Linked DNA regions of Gossypium hirsutum: region 1 is linked to region 2. A link is a contact called in public Hi-C data. All regions are on one chromosome and are shown on one strand. The core of a region is the stretch at or near the end of the contact, and the rest is flanking DNA. Distances in the headings are between cores, read along the strand shown. Region 1 has its middle 37 kb from the start of LOC107919227. Region 2 holds the start of LOC107920435 (E3 ubiquitin-protein ligase DA2L).

The links. Hi-C and Micro-C count contacts between places; a contact is called where the count stands out from the background.
Region 1: a contact with region 2 is called in a Hi-C map of leaf, with 2.5 times the contacts expected there. The contact joins the enhancer-like site here to the promoter of LOC107920435 in region 2. A contact is called at or near these places in 15 of 34 Hi-C or Micro-C datasets (anther, callus, hypocotyl and 2 more).

What each region holds. Positions count from the first base shown.
Region 1 is chrD13:53,510,359-53,515,517 of Gossypium_hirsutum_v2.1, forward strand. No RefSeq gene overlaps it. Among protein-coding and RNA genes, the nearest start is that of LOC107919227, 37 kb to the right of the region's middle. Within about 2 kb of position 3,328, at least 3 of the 9 cell types and tissues checked have an H3K27ac peak or open chromatin away from gene starts, as enhancers often do. A contact at or near this core is called in hypocotyl and leaf, where this site is marked.
Region 2 is chrD13:53,443,259-53,448,430 of Gossypium_hirsutum_v2.1, forward strand. It overlaps LOC107920435 (E3 ubiquitin-protein ligase DA2L), which reads right to left and starts at 3,703. Exons shown (of 10, transcript XM_016850164.2): 1 at 3,469-3,703; 2 at 3,210-3,268; 3 at 2,560-3,059; 4 at 2,292-2,343; 5 at 2,168-2,213; 6 at 1,988-2,069; 7 at 1,735-1,879; 8 at 1,537-1,627; 9 at 414-480; 10 at 1-19. The coding sequence starts at 2,751.

The DNA.
Region 1 (5,159 bases), core at 2,078-4,577, 67 kb after region 2:
TTTGCAATACCATAAACCGATTGAGCCTCCAACCATTGCATAAGAAAGTTGTCTGCAATGTCAATAACATGCTGCGGGGAATGAGCCTCACCTTTCCAAACAAGCAGGTTATGATGGAACCAAATACTCCACATGATGGTGAGAATCCGATGAAATCTATTAATATCATTTGACTCAAGTAAAGAAAAATTGATGCCAGACCACCCAACTAGAATCACAATAAACAAAAAAGATGATCACAAGTTTCCTCCTCTCCACACCAAACACAAGTCAGAATATTTACCCCTTTATTTGCTAACCTTGCACAAGTAGGAATAAAATTTTTTAGACACCTCCATGTAAAGTCTTTGATCTTCAGAGGGAATTGACCACTCCAAATTCTCAACCAAGGTCCATCGACTTCAAACGAATCAGAATTAGAATACAAATCAAAGGCTAACTCTTGCCCTGATTTTACCATGTATAAACCATTACTAGACCAGTGCCATATTAATTGATCTGGACCCTTCTGCAACCTTATAGGGATCTTGTACATTAGACTCACATCATAAGGGGTCAAGATGCTTTCCACCAACTCTTCCATACCTGGCGAAGTCACACATTTTCATTAAGCTTGCAGAAGGGTATAATCCTTCTTTTGTTTGGAACACAAAGCTTGTCCCAAGATGACCAAAAAGGGTATAATGAAATTACATTTTCATTAATCGATGGCGATGAAGGTTATAATCCTTCTTTTGTTTGGAACACAAAGCTTGTCCCAAGATGACCAATGTAATTTCTTACGATCATCGCCCCTAGAGCCCCACCAATACGAGTTAATCATTTTTGGCAAGGTGTCACAAGTATAGAGAGGGATCATGAAGATACGCATGCAAAAAATGGGTAAAACCTATGCAACCGTCTTAATAACAACTTCCTTTAATAGTTTCGACAAAAGACAGTTCTTCCAACTATTGATACGTTTGTTCAACCTGTCCCAAATAAAAAAAAAATGCTTCTTATTTCTCCCAATCAAAGAAAGAAGCTCGAGATATTTGTCGTGCTCTAAAGGAGTCGAAACACCGAACAACGAGTACACCACATTTCTATCATGAAGCTTCATGTTTGAACTGAACATAATCCTTGATTTCTAAAAATTAATAGCATCACCCAATGCTTCCTCGTAGTCAACAAAAAATTCTTTAACTGTAGAGCACTCAACCCCAGTCGCTTAGAAAAGAAATAAAAGTTGTCATCAGCAAAAAGCAAATGAGAAATCGAGGATCCTCCACGACACACAAAAATACCATGAAGGTCACCCCTTGCTTCTACCTTACAGAGTAAATACACAAGATAAAAGAGGTAAAGCAACAAAAGATCTCCTTGACACAAACCTCGATGTGGAGGAATAGGACCCACCTCATGGCTATTCAAATAGATGGAATAATTAACCATAGTGACACACATTATGATCCAATTCACCCAGCATAGAAAAACTCATTTTTTGCATAATAAATTGAAGAAAATTCCAATCGATACGGTCATACGCTTTGCTAACATCTAACTTCAAAGCAATCTCACCCAACTTACCGTGACCTTTATTATTCATAGAGTGGATAAGCTCAAAAGTGATCAAAATGTTATTAATGATCAGACGTCCTGGAACAAAAACATGTTGCATGGGAGAAATGATGGAAGGCAGAATTTTCTTATGACAGTTAGCAAGAACTTTTGCCACTATATTGTAGAGAATGTTACAAAGCGCAATAGGCCTCAAATCTTTTAAGCTATCTAGTTTATCCTTCTCGGGAATCAAAATACTCAAAGTTTGGTTAATCAAATCAAGAAAAGCACCATTATTCAACCACGAACAATATTGATTGAAAACATCAGTACCCAAAATAGACCAACACCGTTGAAAGAATCTCGAATTCATACCATCAGGACCAAGTGCTTTATTGGGGGTGCATACTCATAATTGCATCACGAAATTCCTCAATACAAAAGGGGCAACAAAAGACTCATTTTGACTACAAAAAATGCAAGCAGAGAAATCGGTAGTCGAAGAATGTGAGAAGAGATCAACAAAGAAAATATTGATATACACACATCCATATACTATCTTCTCTTTAGCTCAATTTAAATTTAATTAAATTATTTAAAAAGATAAATAATTAGACTAAATCGCAACGTGTTCTTCCCTCTTCTAATCCTCTCGCTTCTACCTTCTCCTTTGAAATTCTTAAAGTTCTCCATTGAAATAATTACACTAAAGTCTCCACTTGAAGATGATAGGATCAAAGGACCTGCTTAAAGAGAAAAAATGTTGTTCCTTGCTCACATGTAAATAATAACTGGTTCATGGAAAATACCATAGACTTAGAGTCCAGTTATTATTTTCCAATCTAATTATTTTTAGTCTCCTTTTTCAGTAAATAATAAACTGTTCATTTTTCTCCTTTTTGCTATTTAAGCAGCTCTTTGATCCTATAGTCTTCAAATGGAGACTTGTGCCTAATTGTTTCAATGTAGAATTTTGAATATAAATTCCTATTTAAGAATTTCAATAGAGAAGGCAAAAAGTATGAGAGATTTTTGCATAAACTTTCTAAACTTCTTATGAACGTGTAAAATGATTTAGGGGTGATCTTTTTTTTGTAGAATTTAATTTTTTCATTCGAGTGTTAGATAAAAATTAAACTCTTTTATTTATAATTTATCCAGTACTAATTTAATTAGAGATAAAAAAATATGATATCTTTATAAAAGAATTCCAAAAGATTTAATTTCTTGATTTATCACTTTATGTTTTTGGTATTATTCATGTCTATTTGATAAGTCATATTCGAGTTAATCTAAAATTTCTCCCCAACTTTCCATTAATAAACCAATAAACTTATTTGCATTTACTTTCACTATTTTTTCTTTAAAAAAACAATGCATCAATTGTAATCTTCTTCTAACATATATCACTTCAAAAGGCATCTAATTAATATTTCTTATTAATTGTTTTTTTAATGTCTTAAGCATATACTACTTATATAAATAATATAAAAAGTCAATTCTAGAAGCAGAAAAACTTTTTTATTTTTTATTTTTTGGAAAGTGAAACAGATATACTATTTTAAAGACACTAACTAACAGACCAAACTAGGATTTCCTTTTTCCCTTATAAAAATGGTATTATTAAATGTCATAATCAACTACCTTTGCATGAAACAAAGAAAGCACAAATTTTAGTAACTGTGAGTCACCCTCACTTCACTTGGTAAAATACTCGGTTATACCAAGCCAAAAACACGGCGATTTACACGTGTCCACAATCTGCCGTAAGATGTATGATTGGGCCCGACACGCATCAGGTGAAATATCTTGTCGGAAAATCTTTACGTGGCTATAGATTATGGGGGTTATAGTACCCTTCACGCCAACTTTTAAAAATGTTGAGACACACACAAGTTGGATTGATCCAAACATCTTCTAACTAAGGTTGTCTTTTTATTAATTTTGTTTGCATCAAAACGTGACAATCAAATCGGCATGCATGATTGGATGTTTGGGGTTAGCCAATAATAAATAAAAACGACCAATCATCTTCTACGATATAACCTATCAAACAAAACATCTTCGCATAATTTGAGATAAAGCAAAATTATGTGATAATAAAATTAGATTCAAAAAAAAAAACGAAAACATTGAAAACATTATGTGTTCAAATAGTAATGCACCTAATTATTTCATATAGTTTTTAAATTAATTAGTTTGGTCTAATATGATGCTTAAATTATAGTAAAAAAATTGATATATGTGACTTTAAAGAGGGTATTCTTTTTCATATTTTAATATCTCACATAAGTTAGTCGATGAGTTATAAAGGGTTAAAAATAATTTTTTTAAATATTTTTAAAATTTTTAGAGTTAGGAATAAATTGACAGATTTCATAAATGTTGATGAGCAAATTCATTTACTCTTTTAGAATTAGAACTAAAATGACAAATTTTGTAAACATTTAGGATTAAATTTAACGGAAGAACTAATTTGCACGTCTTGAAATGTAGAAAGGTTAATTTACCCATATTTTTAGTAGATGGGTTGAAATACGATCCACTCCTAAATACAGGGGCTTCCTTAATACTTTTACCCATAATTTTCTTGTTTTATTTTAAATCAAAACTATAAGCACTATAAAAGCTATCCCATTATATGGGATAGAATTAATTCAACATCGAAGATGGTTAGATATTTAGTGAAATCAGTGATCACTTTAAATATTTCAAGAGGGGCAATTATGGTAATGACCAAATTAGATATATATTTTTTATTTTTATTTTTATTTTAAAATTTGTTGGGACCAAAATGATCTCATGTAAAAAAATTATACGGGGTTTATTTAAAATATCATATTATTTTAGGGTCATTTCTTAATTTATTGCATGTATTTGTATAATTTATTATAATAAATTTATTAATTTACCGATGAATAGCGAGGGATCTACTAACTTAAAAAGACAATGAAAACAACTTTGATGGCTGTACTTTTGTGATTTAATTTTGAATTATGATTAAACTCTTCATGTGAGAATTTAAAAAAAAATGAAATTTAGTCCCCTACATTTATTTTTAAGAATTTAGTTTTTTTATATTTTAGATTTAATTATTAATATCATTAAAATTTTTCTGTTAAATGATTGAACTTACATTTTAACTCCGATAAATAGAAAAATTAAATTCCTAAAAATAAAAAATAGTGAGTTGGAAGATATATTTTTTTGGTGATTTACAAAAGCAAGGCAAAACCCGAACAATAAACGCGACTAACACAACTCAAAACTAGACCAAATCTAGGTCGATAAACACCCTTGATCACTAGGCCATCACATGGGGTTCTGGGTTGAAAGATATTATAATTTATAAAAAACCGATTAATTTATGTTGGTAAGAAGAGAGATAAATGAAATTTGAATTTACTGATATTTATATAATCAATTTTGAAATGATCATAGATTTCAAATTGGGTAGGAGACCAAGGAGCCATCCAATTTATAAAGAATAATATAGTAAGAATATAAAGTTGTAAGCACTTAAAAACAGATTATGGTTATAGAGTTTGAATACATTATCCTACATGATTAGGTATAAAACTAAATTGAAAGTGGGAATAGGAAGGATAGATTGGGTG
Region 2 (5,172 bases), core at 2,453-4,952:
TTCTCTGTCTGCTGTTCTCCTGTATCAGTTCAATTCAAAGAATAAACAGTCAGAGAAAAGAAATCAATCAAAAGTCTGTGCATAACGTAGTCGCGTAGAAATGAAGATCCTACACAAATAACAAGATGACATTACAAACATTTTAAAATTACAAGTTGCAAGTTTTCCTCATTTGTTTTTTTTTCCCTGTTAAATAAATTCACATGAAGTTCTTGCCATCCAAAATACACTAGTTCAATAGACAGTTGGGTGCTATATGAACAACAAAGTTTTCTGTCTAGCATCTTAAACTGGAACCAGTTTCTAACCAAATAACTATAGGCAAAACACTTTGATTAAACTGACAGGAGCTAAATACTTAAATTCTGCAATTAGTTTCATACATAAATCTCATCAAATTTTGAAAAATATACCTGAATCGACTGCCAAACTGCTTCCATGACCATTATCTCCTCAAGATCTATGTCAAAGTCTTCATCCCTGCAATTTAAGCATTTGATGAAAGAAAATTTATTCTTTCTGGAACACAAGATAAACAAAGTATAGCCAGAGAGAGAATAGTACTTGACTACTTGTGAAGTGGAAAACAAAATACTGCATCATCTTTTTCATTCAAAAGCAAATAAGATATAAATTTACCAGAACAAAATGCAACCAATAAGGTATTTTACATTATTTTTTTAATTTTGGCATAACCCTTTCATAGAAAACAGGATTGTAATTAAACCAACTTCAAATGGTTGGCATCATCTTTACACCAACAGAAACTTTAGGAGCATCTTCTGAACTTACTTTCTGGCTTTTCCCTTCTCATTCAAAAACAAAGGAAGCAGACGTTCACTGTCATGTACCCTAATTTTTGTATATAACAGAACTTCCAGTAACCAGGGAGGATTTACATCATTCTTTGTACAACTCAAGAACATACAGTGCATCCACTGACCACTTAGCTATCTAAGATAGATTATCAGCTTTTCCTCTCCCCACAAAAAGTGCAACAGAAAAAATAAACAAATTAGTCATTTCCCTGTATGTAGAGCTAAATATATGGAACATCTTGTGCCACTGAACACTAATTAAAATGAGTTAGTAGTCACAGTAAATTAAGGTCTGTTTTTATAGTTTTCTTCCATATCCTCTTTGAACTTTGCCCATTCACAAGATCATCTTCCATTAAATCAGATGTTTCCCTGAAGGAATTTGTAGGTCACCTCTTTACATGTTGTAGTCACATTCCATCCCCCTCAATCTAATCTCTTACGCGTGTCCCCCATTGCTTTAGATACTCATCCATTATCTCATTTTCCATGTACCTAACAGATCTAACGAAATAAATCTGATCCCAAAAACACTAGTGAATGGTGAAATAAATCTCACCTCACAAAAGTTGAAAGGAAACACATTGACCAGTCTTACAACATGAGTTCTGTGATCGCAATACAAACTAGCAACCGTGATCCATGCACTTTTCCCCATCTTAACATATAAACAGTAAATCCTATGCATGGACACAAAGTTACCTAAAAGTTTGCCTACCTGTTAACCCTAGGATGTGACCGTTGTCCAATCATCGAGGCAGCCTGTGAATCTTGAGAAGAAAATATTTCCTCCTCCCCGGGGGATCTATCTGCAAATAACGAGAAAAAGGAAGGAATAAAATTTCAAGACAGAACAATGTCAAAGGAAGTGAAGAACGAATATACAAGAAAAACCAGAATAACAATAAATTGACACCTGCAATTGAGTTGTACTGAACTTCTCCTGGTGCAACTGCAGTGCTTGAAGAACTCAAGTCTTGTCTTTTCAGCATTCTCTCTTCGTCATCCTGAAGTTCCTGCTGCCTCATTCTAATTTGGGCTTCTATGACACGCTGTTCTTCCTGCAAAATTTAAATAGCAAAACCCAATATTAAACTCATTTTGTATCCAGCGATTATCATAGGAATTACACCATCTCTTTTTTGCTTTGGAAAGAGGTGTGAACTTACAATTTGCTCTATCCCTTTTTCCTCTTTTGTTTTCACACCTCGATACTCGACAGCATAATTTGAGGTTTTGCAGAAAGGACACCTCAGAACGTCAAGGAATGTAAACATTGGGGTACAAGTATACACACAACTAATCAATTTGAAAATTTCTACAGTCAATTTCATTGATGTGAAGGATACTGGGTAGGACGGGTTGAATTAGGATTCTTCATCTGCAGAAAACACTCTGGTACAAATAAGATGTGTCAACATTTCATGTAACTAGCAATATCAGTATCATTCAGAAAATCCAAAGATAGTTTACCTGTACAGATACTTTTCATACAACATCTTGATCTGTTGAGACTTGGATAATACTAAAATACAAAAGGAAAAAAGAAAATCATATTCATATTCAACTGCAACTAATTTTAAAAGCTAACCACACATGAATTAACATTCAATAAAAATCAGTAAACAAGGGCACATTCTAAGCAGTGACTGACAAAGCAAAAGGATAAAAAGAACATGATATTTGCAATTGGATAGCAATTAGCAAGCATAAGAAGAAAGCCAATGAGATAAATACAAACCAAAAAGCAAATTGGGCATTCTTCAAGATCTGAACAGCACTCTTCATCACCAGGATAGCAAGGAGCAAGCTTTGATTCAAGTATCAGCTTTCTTAGTTTCTTAATATCCACATCTTTATGAACATACAACCCTTGTGGGCGTGTATACTTCTCATCGACCACTTGCCTCCGCCTTCCCAACTTATTACCCATCAAAAAGAATATCCCAAAACTGTATCACCTAACTGTTCTCTTTCCTTCTTCTTCTTCCTCTCCTTCGACCCAATATTTGATTATTTTTCAAATTCTTCAAGACAAAAACCAATCAAAATAACTGCAAATTTGGTTTTTGGTAAATTGGTTTACTAAAAATTACCAACATATTATGAACAAATAATCACGTAGAATCTACAACCATAATTCGTAGTTTTACAACATAATCAAACACACACACTACATTAAAACTGAATTCTAATCCAAACAAACAATAGTTCATTATCTAAAATCATGCCCCATGAGTCCTGCAAGTGCAATAAAAAAAAACTTGAAATTAAACATATAAATATATATATATTAATAGTTAAACAATGCTTCAAAATGTAATATAGAAACCAAAATTTGATTAAAAAGAAAACGCTAAGTTCTGAATTACAAAAAGAAATTTAACTTACCAAGTCCAACTTTCACAGCTGAATTGGCCAGTGTAATCCTTCCCGAAACATGGCCATACCTATAATTAAACCAAAGAAAGAAAAACATTAAGACTAAAAAGAACAAAGTAAAATGATTGCAAAAACAGATTCATTTACAAGGAAAAATACAAATTCGAACCAAAAGACAGCTTTTGAACAGAAGAAAATCGAAGCAAACGAAAAGAAAAAACAGAACTTTACTAAATTATGGGCAAATTGAGAGAAGAAAGAAACTGACCTTGAAACGTGAAAGGGAATTGGCGGAAGCGAATTTAGGGGCTTAAAAGAAAGAAAGGGAAAGAAAGGGAAAGACTTTGGCAAGGAGAATGGAAACACAATCTCAACTTTCTCTCAGAAAAAGAAAGAAAGAAAGAATTTTTATTTTTATTTCTTGTTGTAAATTGTTTATATTATCATTTTTTTGTCATAAATAAAAATGCGCATACACGTATTTGTTCTTTTTTCTTATTCATGTTTTGGTTTCTTTCGGCGTTTGGATGTAGACTCTTAGATATAAAGACAAACAAAATACGAGAAAATGTTATTATTTTTATTTTACAAAAAGAAAAAAATACTTTTAAACTACTTTTCTAAAAAATGCATACAAATTACATTTTTTTATAAAAAAAAATTGAAAGGAACGAAGGGATAATTGTAATTAATTAATCTATTTTTTTATTAATTCACTAAATCATCCAAGTTTTTGTTAATTATATGAAAACGAATAAATATATTGAATATTCTATCGGAATTTTATGTAATGAATGAGATTTTTTAATTTAATTTTATTATAATGTGTGACATGGGATTGATTTGCATATTTTATGGTTAATTATTTACTTATTTATTTGAAAGGTAAATTTATTAATTCATTAATGAATGAAATTATACAATTCAGAGAAAAAAATAGTAAACATTCGTCATCTACTGAAAGATAATATTTAAATTATTATGGCACGTTAACAATTGGTTTTGACAATTGATTTTGTTACAACTCATGCACAATATATCTGAAGTAATTATAAACACTTAATACAATAAGGAAATCAGCTCCGGATGGTCCAAAGCAGGGAGCAAAAATCGATAAAAGAATCGAGCATTCACTAAACTAAAAAGGACAACAACATGATCATCTCTAAAATCTACACATATAAACAAGATAAAAAAAAGTGTTATAAGAGGATTATTTATTTTTTAAAAAACTACTTATTAGTGATTAATTTGGAAGAAAAATGTAATTAAATTTGAAAAAGAAAAAAAAAAGAAGGAAAGGGATAATTAAGTTCGAGAATTAAAGAAGGAAAGGGTGGAGTAGTAGAGGAGGAAAGAATCAAATCAACACCTCCCCTCTTACCCGCGCGTCTTTTTCAATCGCCTTCTTCCTTCTTCATCTTTTGTATTATATGTTTTCATTTTTTTAATTATTTTATATTTTTCCTTTTGTACTATATCTAATTTTTTATATTATAAAAAAAGAATTAACTACTAATTTTAAAGAGTGCTTTTAAGTCATTAATTATAAAATAAAGTTTGATATTGGTTGAGAGTTTTTGTTTAGTACATTTCTAATAAAAAAAATTCACAAACATTTGTTAAGTTATATTTAAAAATCTAATAAATAAATAAATCAAAATAATATTTAATTTTATTAAATTGATCTCTAAATATTTAATTTAACTTATTTTTAAATATTTTAAATGGTATGGATCTTATTTTCCAAGTAATTTATTTATTAGTTAAAAATGGATGATAATTTATTAATAAAAGGATGTAAAATTAATTGTACGCTGGACGGACAAAAGTGGGTAACTAATCTTTCCCAAAAGCAAGAAGGGATGGCCCATTAAAAATGAATGGATGATTTTGTTTGTCCACATCTGCCAGACTGTGGACCATAATTTAACTTCCTTTTAATTGGTTGACCAAAATTCTTAAATCTTCA